Regions from separate parts of the Triticum aestivum genome. Here region 2 is linked to region 1. The links are chromatin contacts, called in public Hi-C maps. All regions are on one chromosome and are shown on one strand. Each heading gives the region's core, a stretch centred on a gene start, on an enhancer-like site or on the middle of the called end of the contact. The rest is flanking DNA. Distances are from core to core; before and after follow the strand shown. Region 1 holds the start of LOC123061029 (cyclic dof factor 2). Region 2 has its middle 68 kb from the start of LOC123058259.

Region 1 (6,840 bases), core at 2,884-5,383:
TATAGAAAAATACCTCTCCTAAAAGAAAGCATACGTTTAATTAAATTTGAGAAATACACGCAGACTAATATAGCGGTACAGATCCCTATGCTTACTCAATGGTGAGATATAGGGAGGATGAGCCCGCAGATGCGCCTATGCATTTTCGCATACATATAACACTAGTCTAAATTACTATTTTTATAGTGCAAAGTAACATAGTACTCCCTTCTTTCCGGTTTATAAGGCTCAATTCAAAAATCTTACCAACCAAAGGAGATGATGAGTGGTAGAATATTTTTTATAGTTTGCAAAAGCACTCAATTAATGCTCTTATTTTCGTCAAAAAAATGTGTTTACAAATGCATTAATTGCAATGCATGCATGCATAAAGTGCACGCATTGGCCAGTTTTCTCTTAATACTTGCATGCAATGATTTAATGCACCTTGAAGTCTGAACATGTGATGGGGAACAACCAATTGAGCCTTATAAAATGGAAAAACTAAAATTTTGAGATAAGCCTTATAAATCGAAAAGGAGGGAGTAGTAGTGTTATAGATGGTTTCATTTATTAGCTTGTAGACTCATCCTTTCTTGGGAAACGCTATGTTACAGTAACATATTATGTTTCTCTAAACACCTCTCTCCTTATTAACTACATGTCACATAAGCAAAATTTTCTTGAACTGCGCTATATTACTGCTCCCTTCATTTTTATTTAGTCTGCATATTAGATTTGACCGAAGTCAAACTTTGCAAAGTTTGACCAAGTTTATAGAAAAATATATAAACATTTACCATAACAAATCTATATGATGTGAAAGTACATTCAATAATGAATCTAGTGGTATTGATCTTTTATTGTATATGTTAATATTTTTGTTTATAAACTTAGTCAAAGTTTACAAAGCTTGACTTTGACCAAAGCTAATATGCGGACTAACTAAAAACAGAGGGAGTACAGTTACTCCCACTATTAGACTAGCCATAATGGGGAGTAACTTAAACTAGTAACATCATATTTTACTAGGCTAAGTTACTACCTTCACAATGGGTAGTAACATATGTGTGTTGTCATGTTATGGTTCATTTATTAGATGTGAATTTTTGGGACATGCAGCTACGCGATGCCGTAATCTGAGATGTCCCGCTGCGCATCAAGATGGCTACTTAATATAGGCCCATTTGTAATACCTGACGCGTTGATCACGGACGCACTTGAATACGTAGCGTTATACATCTCCTCTTCTCCATCTGCTTTTCCACAGGGCAAGGCTTGGAGCGAGGGGCATGCTTAATGATGTCTGCCCACCATCAAGATCCGTTATGCCATCCCCTGTGACGAGGGCTGCTACGAGATGAGCATGTATTCGTACGAGCATTAATAGCATCTGGCCCACTCCTGTGATGGCTTTTGCAGAAACGGAGTTTAACAGGTTAGCCGGTTAAAGCTATACTTGATCTGTGGTTTTCGGTTTCTTTTGGGTACGATTCAATGAGCCCACCTATAATCATCTCTCTGTTGCCTCAACCCCTAGCATGTCGACAATTTTTTGGGCAACTTATGGATCTGGATGCTTAAGTGGAACGTGGGAGATGCCTGTTTACATCTCATGTGTTAGAATTTTCCAGCCCGGTCTCACATTCCTTCTTTTGCTCGATTAGTGCAGGAAAAGCAAAGCAGATGCCTGACCAGCGAACAACAAGTGCTGAAAGATTAACCACCCTGGAAACGGCCCTAACCTGATTTTCAAAAATAACTATTGCACTCATTTAAAATACACCCCACTCTTTGAAAAAACAGATTACGCTCACTTCACTTAACTCAAACAAATAATCACAATTATTTTCAAAGGAAAAAAATTTCATTCGTTTGGAACAACATATTTCGCTCGTTAAAAAAACAGACTCCACTCGTTCACTCGATTCAAACAAATGTTTTCAATTATTTATTTAGAATGATGTACTTCATTCATTTATTTCACTCCTTTAAGAAAAATAGATGCCACTCTGATATTCAATTCGGGGTCAGGCCCATCTGCACCCGGTGAATAGTAAAAATAAAATAAAAAAATTCAAAAAAGCTGATTTTTTTATCTAAGATGCTTGAGTGCGCCAATTAATGCAAAATTTCATGGCTAAATTATATTCCAGGAGCTCATGGCAAAAAAGACAAAGTGAGCTTCGAACAGTGTTGTTTTCAAATATTTCTCATAGATACGAAATTTGTCTCTTTTGCGACAGCTACTAAAACGTCTGAACTACACGAAATTTAGCACGGACTTCACGAATACAAGCATCTGGCATCACAAGAAATATTCATTTTCTTTTACTATTTTTAATTATTTTACTATTCACCCGCATTGCAGATGCACCCAAGAGCCAAAACGCCGCTCCCATTCCACTCATTTCACCTGATTCAAACAAATGTTTTCAATCATTTAAAAACAATTACACTCGTTTAAAACAACATACTCCATACTTCACTCATTTCAAAATACAGATTCCACTCATTTCACTCAATTCAAATGAATAATTTCAATGATTTTTGAAAAGAATGATTTCATTCGTTTAGAACAACATATTTCACTTGTTTATTCCACACTCCTTTACAAAATTAGATTCCACTTGTTTGACTCAATTCAAACTAATAATTTCAATTATTTTCAACAAAAATGATTTCACTCTTTTCACAAAATAGATTGCACTCGTTTCAGTCAATTGAAAATGAATAATTTCAATCATATTCAAAATACAGTGATTTCACTCATCTAAAACAAGATAATGCACTATTTTATTTCACTCGTTTCAAAAGGAAGATTGAAAATATTCGCTATGTACCGGTACCCGTGCACTCATTTAAAAAAATCCGCTCTTCTAAAAAAATAATTTTACTAAAATAAACTTCAACTACTCAAGAAAACATGTTTCGCTCATTTCAAAAAAATAAGGTCGCTGCAATCAAAATCAGATTTCACTTGTAAGTGTTGTTCTAAGCAGTTACACTGAAATAGGTTGAGCGAAATAAGTGAATTTAAACATGTTTGAAATGTATCCTAAATTAGTCTTGTTCTAAGCTACCCAAAAATGTGTGTCAGGTTGTTCAAAAGATCACCGTCATATGGTTTTTGGAAGAAAAAAAGTGGCTTAAGGAATCGAACTGACCAATAGAAGGATGGTTTCCATTGATCATCGGTAATATTGGCTAACACTTGCAGTACATTGTATTGAGAGACGATAAATGTTTATGTCAGAATATTTAGTCAAGCTTGTTTAATGAGAAGTTACTCTAGTCTCTAGCCAGTCCAACTAACCCAAGGGGTTTCCGCTGGGTGATGTCAAACATAAAAGGCCCTGAACTGTTTCCATAAAAACTTCCTGGGTGACTTAATGAGCTGCAGCTGAGGGGGTCCTGGTCTTGCAGGCCCGACTTAATTGACGTATGCTCAAATGCACTGCTCGTTTGAATGCCTGACCCTGCCTTGTGGGCCATCTCTTGGCGAGGGCGTAGGTAATATGAATGCAGAATGCTTTGTAGTATACAACACATCAATCTCAGTATACATGCTACTCGTATTTGGACTGCACGAATCACATGGGAATGAGCGGGCCTGATACTGACCGCGCGTAGCACCATGTCCACTCGTGATTATTCGTCATTTATTAGCCTATAGACTCATATTGTCTTGGTATGTGTGATATTACAGTAACTAACTAAGTTATCACCATCACCTCTCTCATCATTAAATATGTGCACCACATAAGCAAAATTATCTTGAAAAGTGTGATGTTACTAGTGATGTTACTACTAGCCTGAGACTATATTATCCTTTTTCATTAAATGGTACAATACCTTCTAATCTCCATATTTAATCTCATCAAAATCGTTTAACTTTTATGGGATAATATACCGAAGCAAAGTTCCTATGTTATTGCCGTAAATGTATCCATTCGCAAAACATCCCATGATTTTTTTAGGTAAAAAAAGGACCCATGAATTACTGGTGTACTGGGAATACTACTTACTAGCATCATTTCACTGGGATGCTTGTGCAATTATTATACTGGTAGAGGACACGCGTGCATTAAACCCATTTCTTAATAAAAGAAGTCCCCAGTGTGAAATTCACCCTAGTACCTTTTATTTTTGCCCCTTCGGCTTGATACTTCAATCCCATATTCCCCATGTAGAGTAGCAGCTATATCCATTAGCCCCCCTTCCCCTCATCTCTCCCTCCACCAGCTCGGTGTTTGCTCTCTCGCAACTTCGCTCAACTTGCAGTGGCAATAGCAGAGGCAGCGGCAGCCCGCGATCGATCCTTGCCGGGTCCGCGGGTGGGATCGACGATGTCGGATCAGATGGATTCTGGCATAAAGCTCTTCGGGCGGGTGATCCCGTTGGTTCCTGACGCTGCGCCCGGGCCGCCGGAAGCGGAGGCGACGGCCGGCTCCGAGCACCCACCGCCGCCGCCGCCGCAGGAGTCAGAGGCCGAGGCAGAGGCTGATAATAATAAGGTTAGCTCAAGGAGGGCTTTTGTTTGATCGACAATTTCAATATGCATGTTCCTCGGTTTCCGTGCGAAATCAAGGAGGCGCACCTTCATCCCATCATGTTTAGAGTCTGCATATTGCAAAATACTTACTTGTAATAAAAATAAAAATTACTACAAAATGTTTAGAATCCGGCGATCGAATTGGAGAACGAGGGTGGGTGGATTCGAGGTTTAGAATTTTATAGAGTGGACTCGAGGTTTAGATAAACGGCGAGGATGTCATGCTGATCAGGTGACCCGCAGGATGATAAAATAGACCGGGTTTCGTCTGGATCTCAGAATGGATAGGTCCAAAAGTACAGGAGGGGTAATCTCTTTGGCCAGGCACAGTTGGACGTCGGTTTCTCCTATTTGGGCTCTATCTTTGTTTCCAAAAAAGCTGCAGCGAAAGGTCTCCTAGCTGTGGGGTCCGGAGGTACAACAATAATTGTACTACCATGCTGTGAGCGAGATGCTGATTAATGGGGATTAATAATCGTCTATTCATTTTTATATTATACTGTATGGGGCTCCTCGGAGTTACTAATCTCTGAGTCAACGGTAATAGCCTTCCGATCAAGATACTACTGTCATAGTTTTGTACTTGAACAAATCTTGATGACCCAATCGAACATTTGTTTTGAAGTAGCTTAGAAATAGTAATTTCTCGGTCGCCTGGGAACCAGCAAACCATTTTTGTATATCATTTGCCTTTCCTCTTCTTCTCATTTTTGTTACACCTTATTTCGTTAGACAAAATGAAGTTGAACACGGAATTATTACCATAACTGGAGTAAATTGAAAAGTTAGTTATCACTTCCATTTGGTGCATGAACAGAAGAAGACATACCACATGTTGCCTACATATAGATGGCTGGGTGAGGACACAACAGAGTTGGTAGGGTGTTGTCATGCTGCTTCCTCAGAAGTGGTTATTAGGAGTGCAGAGTAAGCCATCCATGCAGAATTCAGCTTGTTTTGAGCATGCGGTGGTCCTTCAAGGGGCTTCTCATCTTCATTTGTTCACGAGTGGTCACCTGGGGGGGCTTCTGTTTTGAACACCTGACCCAGAATACCTTTATCTTGTTAAAGCAGGGCACGCAAAATCGTATGTCATATCATATGTCACCATATGTCGTACAGTACATCTTTTATTTGCTCTTTTTTGGCCCAACTTACAAGTGTCTATTGCCGCTGCGCTAAGCTGATCGAATTTCGATTTTGTGTTCAAGCAGCCGAACTTGAACCCCGTGATGAATTTCTGCGGTTTTCTTAACGCTGTCTTACCGTGGTTAAAACGCATGCTATGCTAGTTTTGGTTAGTATTTGAGGACGCAATGCTTCCAAGTTTTCTATGTGTGGAGTGGTAACATAACCAATATGGCAATATCTCGGATCTTTTGTTAGCCAATATTGTCCCCTATGAAGACTATAGTTGATTTGATTTATGATCATGTTTTTGACCTATTGGTGCATCTGCAGAAACATAATGTTCTCACCTCTGCAAGATGTTAAATATAGTAACTTCTGTTTTGTTTGAGTTGAAGTACTCTTTTAACAGTACCTCGTGTTGCAATTTTATAGGAACAACACAAAGAAACAAAAGACAAAGGCGATAGTGAAATGAAGGTGGACGCTCCAGAAGAGAAAGAAGATGGTGGAATGAAAGGTGATGAACTAAGGGAGAGAAAAGATGACGAAATGGAGGTTGATGCACCACAAGCCAAGCAAAATGCAGAAACAGCCAGTTCATCTACCTTGGACCATAAGAAAGACGACCAGGCCCAGATAAGCAATGCTGAAGAGAAGGTGGCATCAGACCCGAAGGAGGAGAATGAGAAGAAATCAAATGACGAATCAGGCCAGGATAAGGTGCTCAAGAAGCCAGATAAAATTATACCTTGCCCTCGGTGCAACAGCATGGATACAAAGTTCTGCTATTACAACAACTACAATGTTAATCAACCAAGGCACTTCTGTAAGAATTGCCAAAGGTATTGGACTGCAGGGGGGAGTATGAGGAATGTACCTGTCGGTGCTGGGAGGCGCAAAAGCAAGAATTCAGCGCTGCACTACCGTCAGTTGTTGATGGCCCCTGATTGTCTGCTGGGGTCTAGAGTAGACATCTCTGACACAGTGAACCCAGAAGTCCTTGCATCTCTACCTTCCATCCCGACACAATCAGCCAGTAGAAATGAAACAGTTCTCAAGTTTGGGCCTGAGGTGCCACTTTGTGAATCGATGGTATCGGTGCTGAACATTGAAGAGCAGAATGTGACCAATGCTGGATCTGTACCAAGAGATGAAACCAGGGAAGGTAACTCGTG
Region 2 (6,840 bases), core at 1,479-3,978, 140 kb before region 1:
AACAAGGATGTGTGTACAGCGAATGGCAACAGATAAATGGGTCGGCCCGCTAGGCGTTGCCCGTAGGCGGTTTCTATTAGAAGACGGTTGTGTGTAGCCTTGGCGTCAATGGACTGTCCTTTTTGGATTTTTACATCGCCCGCTAGGAAAACAACTCGCTCGCGCCCCAGTGGGCCAGCAAGTGGCGTGAGTGTACGTGACACTCCTATGCGATGCAAGGGCCCCTAAAAATGAAAAACGTTTCGAGCCGGAGCACCGACTGAAACTTCGGCTGGCCTTGCCAGTCTCGTCCGATCTGGGACGACTGAACGTCCCCATTTTCTCCTGGCCCACACACCGACCGACTCCCTCGGCCTTATCTTCTTCCTCCCGCATCGTTCCTCCTTTCTTTTTCCCCATCTCTAATCCCTCGCGGGACGCGACCATGCACGCACTGCTTTGGACCACCACCTCCTCCTCCCCATCCGCCCACCCGGTTTTGCTGGAACCAGCGAGAATTTTTGCTACCACCGACCGAGGCAGGAGCTGGTACCAACACATGTTTCTGCTACAACCGGTGAAGCCCAAGCTGGAACCAGTACAGCTTTTTGCTACAACCGGCGGGACCCTGAGCTGGGACCAGCAAGTGTTTTTGCTACATCGACTGGGGAGTTTCTACGGCCGCGACGGTGAGCCCTGATTTTTGTTGCTACCGACCACCAAAAAAGCTTCCACCCATAAGATTATTTGCTACCATGGGGAAGCTGCACCCAGCTGATATGTTTCCTTGATAGCGACTTTTTTTTTGCTTAACGGGTGTTGGAACCGGCACCGACGCCGGTGCTGCAACCATCATCGGTGGAAGCTTCTTTGTGGCGAGCTGCGACCTCGTGCCGCAACCCTCAAATGTTTCCTCATGGGGAAAAGTTACAACCGGCCATGGCAAGCTGCGACCTCGCGCACAGCGCTATAGTTGGCGGGGCAGGGGGAGGGGGGCTGGAGAGCTGCGCCGGCGGGCGGCGACGACAAGCTGCAAGCGGGAGGCTACGCGGGGCGTGCAAGCAGGGGTAGGAAGGAATTGCATCGAGGAAAAAAAATTGTACATGAGAGCTATGCAGCGGCTTAATCGGATAGTTAAGCACACACGTATCGTGTGGGTGCACGACGACGGGCCGAAATTTGAACCGGCGCGCCGCCTCCTAGCACTGGCCTAAAAAACTTCCCATATGACGCATGGTCCCTGCTCACAGGGCATTTTCAGTCTTACGGAGCGGGTTGATCGCGCGCGCAAGCACGCCCTAATCCTCATTCCTCAACATTTTTCCCCTGGTGACATGCAGCGATTTTTTTTGCGAACTCAAAACCTTGTATTACTCAATCATGGTCTCATTACAATCATCAGCAACTACCTCCAACACTTCAGGAGGACCCGACCCTAACCAAGTCATAGTCCTATTATTTAGGCGACCAAAAGAAGCTAGCAAGTCGCTCGCCTTATTTCGAGAACGAGCGACGTGAGTAATACGAGTTTGATAAAGACTTAATAAATCTCTGATCTCACTAACTAAAGACGAGTAGATCGAACGATCAATATCACCACATGTGATCATGGCCACCGCAACAGAAGAATCAAGCTCAACTTGTATCGGCAATGTAGTTCGTTGGACCGAAGCAGTCAGGCCCTTCAGGCAAGCGCGAAGTTCAGCCTCCAACACATCCCGGCATACCCGTATCGCCCTGCATGCAGAAAAGATGATACCTCCTGACTCATCTCTTAAGATCATGCCTGCCCCAGCATCTTCACATGACACAAAAGCTCCGTCCGTATTCAGTTTTGTCCACCCCTGCTTCGGTTTTTCCCAACGAGATAGCTTAGCCTTTACAGCAGCCGTTTGAAGATCCATCATCATACTGGCTTTCCCTTTCACCGAGTCCACCCCTTTATCGTTCTTAATGGCCATCAGAGAGTGAAGGTAACTCTGTAGGAAACGGACCGATACTTCCATCTGCGGTGCCGGTTTATGATGCACCACCTCATTGCGTATGTACCAACTTCTCCAGAGCACAAGGAGAATCATACACCTCTCAATATCACTCATAGGCGCGAGAACTTGCAGTAGCCACTCCCTACCACAATTAACAATTGACTGTAGCTGAGGTAATCTCCAGACTTTGGCCATTCTCAAATAAAGATCCCTCCCCAATTGGCAGCGCACGAACGGGTGAAAATTATCTTCCGTGTCTAATCCACAAACCGGGCAAACATTCGTGGTCTCCAGACCAATCTTATGCTTATTTTTCCATGTTGGCAGTCCATCCGTCGCGACCCTTCATGCAAACTTTGCCATTGTTGGCGGAGCACCACACCTCCAGATGAACTTCCAGCAACTTCTTGCCCCGGTCGGCGACGAACTGGAAGATACTGTATTGAACCTGTGAATCTCGTCGAACGCAAAGTGGTATGCACTCTTCACAGAGAAGACACCCATCTTGTCCGGCCCCCATGCAAGAATATCCTCTAGTGTTGAACTTTGGGTAGTTGAGAGGAGTGTCTCTAGTGTTGAACGGTCCAAGTGACTCTACAAGAGAGAAGCAAAAGGAAGCGTTCTTTTTCTCTCTTTCACCCTGATCCACAGAAACCCGCGTGGTGCAAGAAAGCACCTCCGGGTCGGGTCCTACACAAAAGTGACCCGATTCCATGCGAAAATGGCACTTGTGCTTGCAACCAACATATGGTCTGGATTGTTTTGGGATGGGAGATCCTGTGTGCCATGTGGCTCGTGGGGGCTGCCGGTCAAGGTGGGTCCTAGCCCATGCGCTAATGGATTTTGATACGTGGAAATCGGTTCGGGTTTAATTATGTGGCTGGGAACAGAGCTTCCACCAAAGCCAGCTTTTTTATACTCCCTCTGTAAACTAATATAAAAGCGTTTAGATCACTATTTTAATACTCTAAACGCTTTTATATTAGTTTACATAGGGAGTACTTATTACTACTAGTAGTAACGTAACGTGCGGTATACACAACTAGTCAGTGCTTAATCTACCGTGAAACCATAGGGCGTATGCGTTGGTAACCATGATTTTACTAGGTCAGTGCTTAACCTACTGACAAATGGATAGCTACTGCTAATAAGATTGAGGAATCTGGTTGCTCTATCATATGCTTGCAAGAAGAAGAAGAAGAAGAAAAGAAAATCCTTTGATCATGGTTATGTTAAAAAAAATTACCCCACGAGATTAAAAAAAAATGAAACTCCATGGGCACTAGCACCCACGGTTTTATTGATATAGAAGAAGCATCCCTCATGAGAATTCCAGAAATTCGTCCCCGACGTGAATCGAACTCTGGTCGTTGGGTTTACAATCATGCGCCCCCAACCACTGGGCTATGCCCACGTCCTCTACCCCACGAGATTGAATAAGTTTGAATATCTTCCATCTATAGGAGCATCTGGTGGGCTGCTAACTGCCTGAAATGAATATATGTTTTATGGACAAATGATTTTTTAGAACAAATTATCGCTTTCAATTCAGTTCACTTATATTCACATTGGTGCCACACGGATCCTCACCAATATATACAATATGAGCCATGCCAGCAAGAGGATAAGATGGGATTCATTGGAGTAGTCTACGGAGGTGAGTGAACCAGAGTGGCACCGGTGATTAGGTCACCCTTCCTAGCTCCTCTCTATTGGGCATACCTAGAGTGGCACCGGTTGTGAACTAGGGTCAATGCCTTTTAGCTATTTGGGCATACCTATTCATCATCGGAAATTATTCATTAAGGAGTGGAAGTGCATCGAGGACCGAATTGAAAAGAAGTTAAGTTGTTGGAAAAGCAAGTTAATGTCCTATGGTGGTCGACTAGTACTCATTAACTCTGTCTTGACAAGTATGTCGATGTTTCTGCTCTCCTTTTTTGAGGTACCTAAAGGGGTACGAAGGAGACTAGACTTCTTCCGATCTCGATTCTTCTGGCAGTCTGATGAGGCCAAGAAGAAATACCGCTTAGCTCGCTGGGATATATTATGTCGACCTAAGGACCAGGGGGGTCTCGGCATTGAGAATCTAGAGATCAAGAATAAATGTCTTTTAAGCAAATGACTTTTCAGGCTTTCGGTAGAGAACGACGGGATGTGGGCACAAATTTTACGAAACAAATATTTACAGTCCAAAACTCTAGCACAAGTTAACGTGAGGTCATCCGATTCGCCTTTCTGAAAGGGCCTAATGAGAACTAAAGACTTATTCTTTCGTAGAACCAAATTCACTATTGGCAATGGGATGTCAACACAATTTTTGGAGGATACATGGCTAGGGGAGACGCCCTTAGCTGTTCAATATCCAAGTCTATATAATATTGTCCAACGTAAGGAAGATTACGTTGGCACGATATTACAATCGGTACCTCTAAATATTCAGTTTAGGCGATCTTTGGTTGGGGAGAGATGGAATTCATGGATACATCTAGTACGGAGAGTGATGGATGTACAATTAACCGACCAATCGGATTCCTTACATTGGACACTGACCAAGAATGGCTCATTCACGGTCAAATCATTTTATTTGGACCTAATTAACTCTGGCTTCCTCCCGAGATCCATTCATATCTGGAAAGTTAAGGTCCCCTTGCGTATCAAAATTTTCATGTGGTTCGTACATAAACAAGTGATACTCACCAAAGACAATCTGTTAAAACGACATTGGGTAGGCAGCTCACGATATTGTTTTTGTGATAATAATGAAACAATACAACACCTTTTCATCGATTGTCCTTTGGCAAAACTTTTATGGCGCACTATTCATATAGATTTCAACATTGCCCCTCCAATTAACATTGAATCGTTGTTTGGGACGTGGTTAGATGGGGTGGATCGCAATACTACGAGTCATATTCGAGTTGGAATATGTGCTTTTTTGTGGGCTATATGAAACTGCAGGAACGATATGATCTTTAACAGGCAACAATTTTTAAACTTCTTGCAGGTTATCTTTAGAGCTACTGCATGGATCCGTACATGGTCCTTACTCACTCCTACGGAATCCAGGGAGCCGCTGGTTATTGGGTGCAACCAATGGGAGATGGTAGCACGGGTTATATTCAACCGATTTGGATGACGGACGCTTAAAAGGATAGGAGTTTAGGTCTCTAGTCCTGTTACCATCATCGGTTGTAATCTTGAGGTCTTTTATGGCTTTGTCATCCCGTTCCTTTTTGCGAGCTGTAATACTTTGGATACTATTTGTTTTTCGAGACTTTTAATAATATGGATGCATGCATCATTCAGATGCAGAGGCCGGGGGCACGCCTTCTTTTCCAAAAAAAAGCTCCTGTCTATTGATCGGGGTTCACAACTAGGTTGGGAAAATAGTGTCTCAAATTTTTGCTTGTCATAAGTCAAACGAAATGTTCGTAATAAAAAAACTTTGTTCTTTTACACTCTAATAACTGGATGGAAAAAATTAAACAGCAAGAGCAAACATAAAACGCTGGCTCCGTTGGGATACTCTGAGCACCTACAACCAGGATTGCAAAATATGACCTTTTATACCGAAAAAGGCTTTCGCCCCGCTTTATAAATAAACCATCATAGCCACAAGGTATAGCAAAGGTCCACCCACACACACACACACACCCACACACAAAGTCACACCACAAATAGTACAAGAGGGTTCTGCTGAGGGCGCAGCTCAACAAGCCCTGAAAACGAAAACAAAGGCGGATAACCCGCAATAGCAGCTAAGAAGCTAATCCATCTCTGGTGGTAGAGTAGGAAGCGGCGGCACCAAGCGGAGAGACATCGAGCGGAGGTCGGCGATGATGATGTTGATGGCGTCCCGGTCCTGGAGGCGGCTAAGCGGCCACCAAAGCTGCAAGTACCCACACATTTTGTAAACAACGTCAGTGGCACGTCGAAGAGGAACTCGCTGGATGACAAGCTTATTACGCACGGTCCATAGCGTCCACGCAAGGACCCCAATGAGCAGCCACCTAATGTGGCGGCCCGAAGGGGGGAGGGCCTGCACCTCAGTGAGGAGGTCGGGGAAGTTGGTGTTACACCAGTTGCCACCAGTAGCCTCACGGAGGCATCCACAAAGGAACTGGGCAAAAACGCACGAGAAAAAGATGTGATTCGAGGTTTCCTCAATCCCATATAGGGGGAAAATCCCATCGCCCGGGCCTTGCCGCTTCAACACCTCCATGCTGGAGGGGAGCTGGCTGCGGATCCATTGCCACAAGAAGATTCTGATCTTTAGGGGCAGATGGATAGCCCAGACCGTCTCAAGGACTACCGGGCCAGGGAAGGGGGCAATGGCCCGCTATGGGGGTTTCATGGAGAACCGGCCCAAGGGTTCGAGGCGCTAGGACGGGCGGTCGTGGGGCTGCGTCAAATCCGGATCATGGAGAGCAACGGTGTCCAGAAGCTCATGCCAGACAGCGACTTCCGGGGGCCGGAATGGCCACTGAAACGCAAGACGCCCTAAGTCAATAAGGGCCATCTCGACGGAAATCCTAGGCTCCACCGCAACGAAGAAAAGATCTAGGAACCTGTCAACTAAGGGGGAGTCCCCAGCCCAATTGTCGAACGAAAACAGCGTGGACGTCCCAGAGCCAACCGAAATGGAGGTCCCGATGCGGAGGACTGGGAGCAGCTGGATGACGGACTGCCAGAACTGGTAACCACCCGATCTGATGCAGAAGGCAAGAGGGTCGAGCAAATTTTTGCTCCAGATGATTTGCAACCACAAACCACCCTCGACATTCGCAATGCGCCAGAGCCACCTCATGAGGAGAGCCAGGTTCATACGCTTGGAGGACATGATGCCGAGTCCGCCTTGGTCTCTCGGTTTGCA

What was found. Hi-C and Micro-C count contacts between places; a contact is called where the count stands out from the background.
Region 2: a Hi-C map of leaf shows a contact between it and region 1, with 8 times the contacts expected there. The contact joins the enhancer-like site here to the promoter of LOC123061029 in region 1. A contact is called at or near these places in 2 of 5 Hi-C or Micro-C datasets (both in leaf) and 1 of 1 datasets of contacts at active chromatin or transcription factors (leaf).

Annotation. Positions count from the first base shown.
Region 1 is chr3A:219,915,249-219,922,088 of IWGSC CS RefSeq v2.1, reverse strand. LOC123061029 (cyclic dof factor 2) reads left to right here and starts at 4,133. Exons shown (of 2, transcript XM_044483928.1): 1 at 4,133-4,496; 2 at 6,098-6,840. The coding sequence starts at 4,329.
Region 2 is chr3A:220,051,344-220,058,183 of IWGSC CS RefSeq v2.1, reverse strand. No RefSeq gene overlaps it. Among protein-coding and RNA genes, the nearest start is that of LOC123058259, 68 kb to the left of the region's middle. Within about 2 kb of position 2,728, at least 1 of the 8 cell types and tissues checked has an H3K27ac peak or open chromatin away from gene starts, as enhancers often do. A contact at or near this core is called in leaf, where this site is marked.